2 separate regions of the Ovis aries genome follow, and region 2 is linked to region 1. A link is a contact called in public Hi-C data. All regions are on one chromosome and are shown on one strand. The core of a region is the stretch at or near the end of the contact, and the rest is flanking DNA. Distances in the headings are between cores, read along the strand shown. Region 1 holds the start of GNA12 (G protein subunit alpha 12). Region 2 overlaps GNA12 (G protein subunit alpha 12).

What was found. Hi-C and Micro-C count contacts between places; a contact is called where the count stands out from the background.
Region 2: a Hi-C map of hypothalamus shows a contact between it and region 1, with 1.7 times the contacts expected there. The contact joins the enhancer-like site here to the promoter of GNA12 in region 1. A contact is called at or near these places in 3 of 16 Hi-C or Micro-C datasets (hypothalamus, muscle and tail adipose tissue).

Annotation. Positions count from the first base shown.
Region 1 is chr24:40,927,359-40,930,100 of ARS-UI_Ramb_v3.0, reverse strand. GNA12 (G protein subunit alpha 12) reads right to left here and starts at 1,409. Exons shown (of 3, transcript XM_042240396.1): 1 at 975-1,409. The coding sequence starts at 1,286.
Region 2 is chr24:40,999,008-41,001,809 of ARS-UI_Ramb_v3.0, reverse strand. It overlaps GNA12 (G protein subunit alpha 12), which reads right to left. Exons shown (of 3, transcript XM_042240396.1): 3 at 1-2,802. The coding sequence ends at 2,308. Among named protein-coding and RNA genes, the nearest start is that of AMZ1, 32 kb to the left of the region's middle. Within about 2 kb of position 1,374, at least 12 of the 54 cell types and tissues checked have an H3K27ac peak or open chromatin away from gene starts, as enhancers often do. A contact at or near this core is called in hypothalamus, where this site is marked.

The DNA of each region.
Region 1 (2,742 bases), core at 160-2,659:
AAAAAAAAAAGGAAATGACCTTAGTCTAGGCACAGGGGAGACTATTTTCCCCTTGTCATCAGTTTTCTCCAGAATTCCTCCGGGGCCCTTCTGCATAAACTCACACAGAGCACAAAACAGGAGGGGAACAGTGGTCAACTGTACGCCCCCCTCCCCCTCCAAACAGAGAGCAATCCACAGAAAGGAAGCAAGGGACAGCAGCACCTGGAGAAGAAACAGCGCCGGAGAGGTATCTTAATAACTGTAAGGCAAGATCTAACTTACATCCTCAACAAACACAGCAGTTCTGTGGCAATGTAGGGTGTCTGCACACAGGCTGGATATTTGACCATATTAAGGAGTTTTTACTTTTTAGTTTGATAGAACACCATTAAAAAAAAAAAAAAGAGCAAACACAACCACCGGATGCTTGTCTTTGAGCTCTGTCAACAAACCTTTTCTAATGAATCTATACAATGTCTGGGATTTGCTTGAAACTCGCCGGGGTGGGGGGAACAGGGAGGGGTACAGGTCGATGGCACTGGCTCCATCGACACTGCTCAGGTTCTGAGGAGGGGCCCGGGGACCCACTGTTCCTGCTATTTTTCTCTACGCTGTACATGTTGGAAATTTTCCTAGTAAACAGTCTAAAAGGAGAGGCTTGCGGCCGGTTTCCTGCCCCGTCTACAGCGCTCTTCTGAACTGAACTGGGAAGGCGGGGCAAGGATGGCACCCCGAGCCCAGGAAAGGCCCTCCCGCTTCTGAAGCCCTCGGCCCTCCGACGCCCCACAAGGAGTCGGCTTCCCCCTTCCAAGAGCCCCCGAACCCCCCGCCCCAGGAGAGCAGAGGCGAAGGCCCGCGGGCCGTCGGGGAGACGCGGCGCGCACCCCCGGCCGGCGCCCCAGGAGCGGCCCGGGGTCCCCGCCGGGGCGCCGAGGCCCGGGGAGCGCGCCGGCGCGCACCTGGGCGCAGGTGTGCGGGCGGGGAGCGCGCACCTTGAGGATGTTGTCGAAGATGGTGTCGCGGAACTCGAGCAGCGCCTTCTGGTCGAACTCGCGGCCGTGGATGATGCGCATCTGCTTGAGGAAGGTGGACTTGCCGCTCTCGCCCGCGCCCAGCAGCAGGATCTTGACGAGGCGCCGCACGGCGCGCCGCTCGCGGGCCAGCCCCGCGTCGATGTCCCGGCTGCGCCGCCGCGCCTCGCGCTCCGCGTCGCGGGCCCCGCCGCCGCCCGCCCTGCGCTCGCGGGCCCCGCCGGCCTCGGCCGGCAGCAGGCAGCGGCTGAGGGTCCGCACCACGCCGGACATGGCCGCTCAGGCCATGGACCCCGCGGCGGGCGAGGCGGCAGCCGGCCGCTCCCTCAGGCCGCGTCCGCCGCCGCCGCCGCCCCGAGGCCCGCTCTCGCCCGCCGCTCGGCCCGGCGCGGGGGCGGGACGACGCGGCCCGAGGCCCGGGGATTGGGCTGGCTGCCGTCCGTCCGGACGGGCGCGCCTTCCGATTGGGCCGCGGCGCTCCGAGAGGCGGGCATCTCCCCGGCCCTGGGGGCGGGGCCGGCGCCCAAAGAGGCGGGACCTTTGGGGTGGGGGCGCTTCTCATTGGGCTCCCGGGACCGAGGTTCTTTCTTTCAGAATGAAAGGGAGGCGGGGTCGTCCGGGAGGCGGAGCGGCGGACCACCATGGCCAATTAGAACTGCTCTCGGGCCACGTCAATCACGAAGAACGGGCTTAGGATTGGTGATATCGCGAAACAGGGCGGGACCAGAAGTGCCAGGTGTACAGAGGGAGTGTGTCTTGGGTTCCCAGACTGGGTCAACCTGTGAGACCCACACGCTCGCGAAGCGGACTCGGCGTTGCATGAACGTTGGGGAATGTAGATAAGAGGTCCAGCTGCTCGTCTTAGGTTTAGAGAGAAAGCTGTTCTTTCCAGAAACACTAGGTGGGGGATGGGTCAAACTTTGCAAACAGATGGCATCTTTTAAAGAGTGTCGTGGGGTGGGCCTCGGGGCGGCTTTTTAGCTGATCATCAAAATCACCAGGAGCCCCACCACCCAAAAAAAAAAAAAAAAAGAGCCATGTAGCACAGTGATGGGGTCTGGAATTGCTGGGTCTGAGATGGAATCTCCTGTCGACCCAAAAGGTTACATAACCTTTTAGGCAGCTTACCCCCCTCCTCCCTCCATTTTTAGCTTTAATTTCCTCCTCTATAAAATAGGGTCCTTAAATAGCAACTATCTCGGGTGATTGTGAAGATGTAAACTGAGAACTTGAACTTGTAAAGCACAGCACCGTGCCTGGACCCAAGCAAGTTCTTGCTAAGTGTTAGCTGATCTTATTACTAATTCTTACCTGTTCCAGAGCTATTGTGAGTCAAACCTCCAGGAAGGAGCTCAGGTATCTCTTGATCTCCAGGTGATTGGAGCCATGATCTGTTAAAAGATAAACGAAGGCATATTTTTAAAAAAAAATTGAGAGGATTTGAGCAAAAGTCGATTCTAATAGGGCCGTGTCAACCCAGTGGGGAGAACTCTGCAGAAGGGAGCCAGGGGAAACATAGAAAGTGGGAAGCAAAGAAATTGTTTGGTTGGCTACAGCTTAAAGTCTAGTTAGCTGTTTGTGATTGGTTGTCATTAGCTTATGTTACCCAGTTGGGGTGGACTTCCCAGGTGGCGCTAGCATTAAAGAACCTGCCCTCCAATGCAGGAGACATAAGAGACTGTCGGTTGGATCCCTGGGTTGGGCAGATCCCCTGGAGAAGAAAATGGCA
Region 2 (2,802 bases), core at 125-2,624, 72 kb before region 1:
ATTACAAGAGTAAGGAGTCTAGAGATCTCTATAAATTACAAAGCTATGATGCGATATCTCTGAGACGATTTCTCTACAAACTGAAGTTAAAAAACATAGTAAAAAACGCACGTGTCCTTAGGTGTGAACAGTGTGACTACGAGGAGGAGGAGGAGGAAGTCTTAGTTGAGGAAGTTTATTGTTACATTTTTGCAATGATAGATGAGGAAGACCATCTCCTGCTCCAACATCTCAATATGAAAGACAGCAAATCGCGGGTAACGGTGAGATTAAAACAATACAAAGGCCTAAGGCTGGGAGAGAAGAGGCCATAACTATGTGTGGAAAGGCTGTGGATGGTTTCAGTGGTGCCTGCGGAGCCGTCCCCGTTTCTGACGAGCACAGATCCTGGAACGGAGGGCTGGGTGCTCTCACGCCCGCTCAGCTCAGCACGAGGACAGCTCCTGGCCGAAGGGAAGGAAGTGGGTCAGGTCTGGGCCAGGCCGTGCCCTGCCTCCCAGGACACATCAGCACAGTCACGGCCACTCAATGTGAGCTCGCTCCCGGGTCTGAGGGTGAGCCGGCAGCCACGACTGACCGTCTGAAGGACAAACCGCGCTCCCTGACCAGGTGGGCGCCAACTCGCCAGCAAGCCGTTCACAGGCTGGCCACACCCCCTCGGGGCCGCCGCCTCTGCCAGCTCGAGGGGTGGTTTCCAGGTTGGCAGAAGAGGATCTGCACACACATGTGCGATGGGAACCTGTGGGCGAGGGGCGCTTGAGCCCCGAGGACGGTGGGGTCTCAGGATGCCCGGACACAGTCCATCCAGAGGGTTCTTTCTCCTTTAAACCTCGGTCACTGGCCCTGATCCCGGGCACGTCCTTTCGGTTTACAAAGAGCCACAGGAAGCAGTACAAAAACAGCGACTTTTCTCCAGCCAAAAAGAGCCCAAACCCCGGCAAACATGGACAGGAAATCTTGAGGGCCCAGAGAGAAACAGGATTTCACGCTGTCTCCTCATTAAATGCTGGATAACAAGGATGACTCAGAAGCACGTCTGCCCCTCCCTTTCCTCCTGGGCCAGCATCTGCCATGAGCTGGATCAGCTTATCTGCTGGTGAAGGGGAGCAGGACCCCCGCTGGGACGCAGGCCGTGAGCAGTGCGGCCCTCAGCCACAGGCACAGGCTGGGCCGCTGGTGGAGGAAGCCTTTTCCTTGTTTAAATGCTGGACAAGGCCTCTGCGCACCGGACACTGTTGAGCAGAGTCATATGTGGCAGGGACTGGTTTGGAATGCAATGTATTTTTAAACACAGTGAGAGACACCTGGGCAGGGCAGCCAGACACGTTCCCCGAGGGTCAGGCTCACGGCACACGGCGCCACTTCAACCTCCGCAGCGGCCCCCAGAGGCAGCCGCGGCCAACAGTGCTTCCGATGAGTGTGTGGGTGTTAGTGGAAGCGAGGGACTGTAATGAGAACCTGCCGTCTAGGGAGGCAGCGGAGCCTGGGGTGTTAAGGGAGGCGCTGCGGGCCCCGCCGCCAGCTCTCAGGGGGCCCGAGAGGAGGGGGCACGCGGCTTCCCCCAGAGACCGCGGGCTCCCTGAGCCGACCACACGTGTGAGACTGGGAGATGGAGGGCAGTCTGCAAGGCCAGCTGGTGTGAGGGCTCTGCGGAGGGGCAGGGGTGGGCACAGGGCAAGCAGGCACCACCCCCCACCCCGTGCAAAGAGGAGGGGGGATTCAAGGCAGCGCCCGGCCCACACCTCCCCCGCGGGCCGTGGCCGATAGGACAGGCGGGAGGAAGGCACAGGTGTGGGGGCATTAAGGCAAGTCCCCTGCGGGCTCTCACTCCCCACCTCTAACCTAACGGCCGGGGCTGGGGCCTCTCGGAAAATTGGCACCAGAGACTGAAAAGGCACCTCAGGGAGGTGGTGGTGGGCCCCCCGGAGCTCAGCCCGCACTTCCCCTCCTCCAAACCCCTAGGACCCCGCCAGGCAATGCCCCACCAAGCGCTCACTAGTTGGAGAGCAGAGACGCCAGTGTTTGCGTCTCGGTCACTAAAACAGAGCGCGCGTGCAGACACGCAGTCCCCGATTAAGCTGTGTCGGGAAAGGAGCGGCTTCTGTGAGAAGAGAAGGCTGTGGTCCAGGCGTCACACGGCAGCGTCACAGTGACCGCTGGCCTTTCAGTAGTCTCACGAGTCCCCAGGGCTCAGCAGCCGCGTCCACGCGCCCCTCCTGCGGGCGAGCCCGGTGCCCAGGGCTCGGGGTCGCGGCCTCGCGCAGGCGGGCAGGCCCGGCCCGCGGCCGGCGGGGCGAGGGCGGCCCGTCACTGCAGCATGATGTCCTTCAGGTTCTCCTGCAGGATGGTGTCCTTCACGGCGTGGAACACGAAGCGGATGTTCTCGGTGTCGATGGCGGTAGTGAAGTGGTGGAACAGGGGCTTGCTGCGGTTCCGCCTCTTCCGGTCGAAACACTGGACCAGGAAGCGCTGCACGTCCTCCAGCCTGTGCGGGTCGCCCCGGAAGTCCGGGAAGTGCTTCTTGATGCTGACGGTCTTCACCTTCTCCACCAGCAGGTCCGTCTTGTTGAGGAACAGGATGATGGAGACGTTGAAGAAGAGCTTGTTGTTGACAATGGTCTCGAAGATGTTCATGGACTCCACCAGGCGGTTGGTGCGCCTGTCCTCCATGAGCACCTGGTCATACTCGCTGGACGAGACCATGAACAGGATGGACGTGATCCCGTCGAAGCACTGGAACCACTTCTGGCGCTGGGACCGCTGGCCGCCCACGTCCACCATCTTGAAGGGGATCTTCTTGAT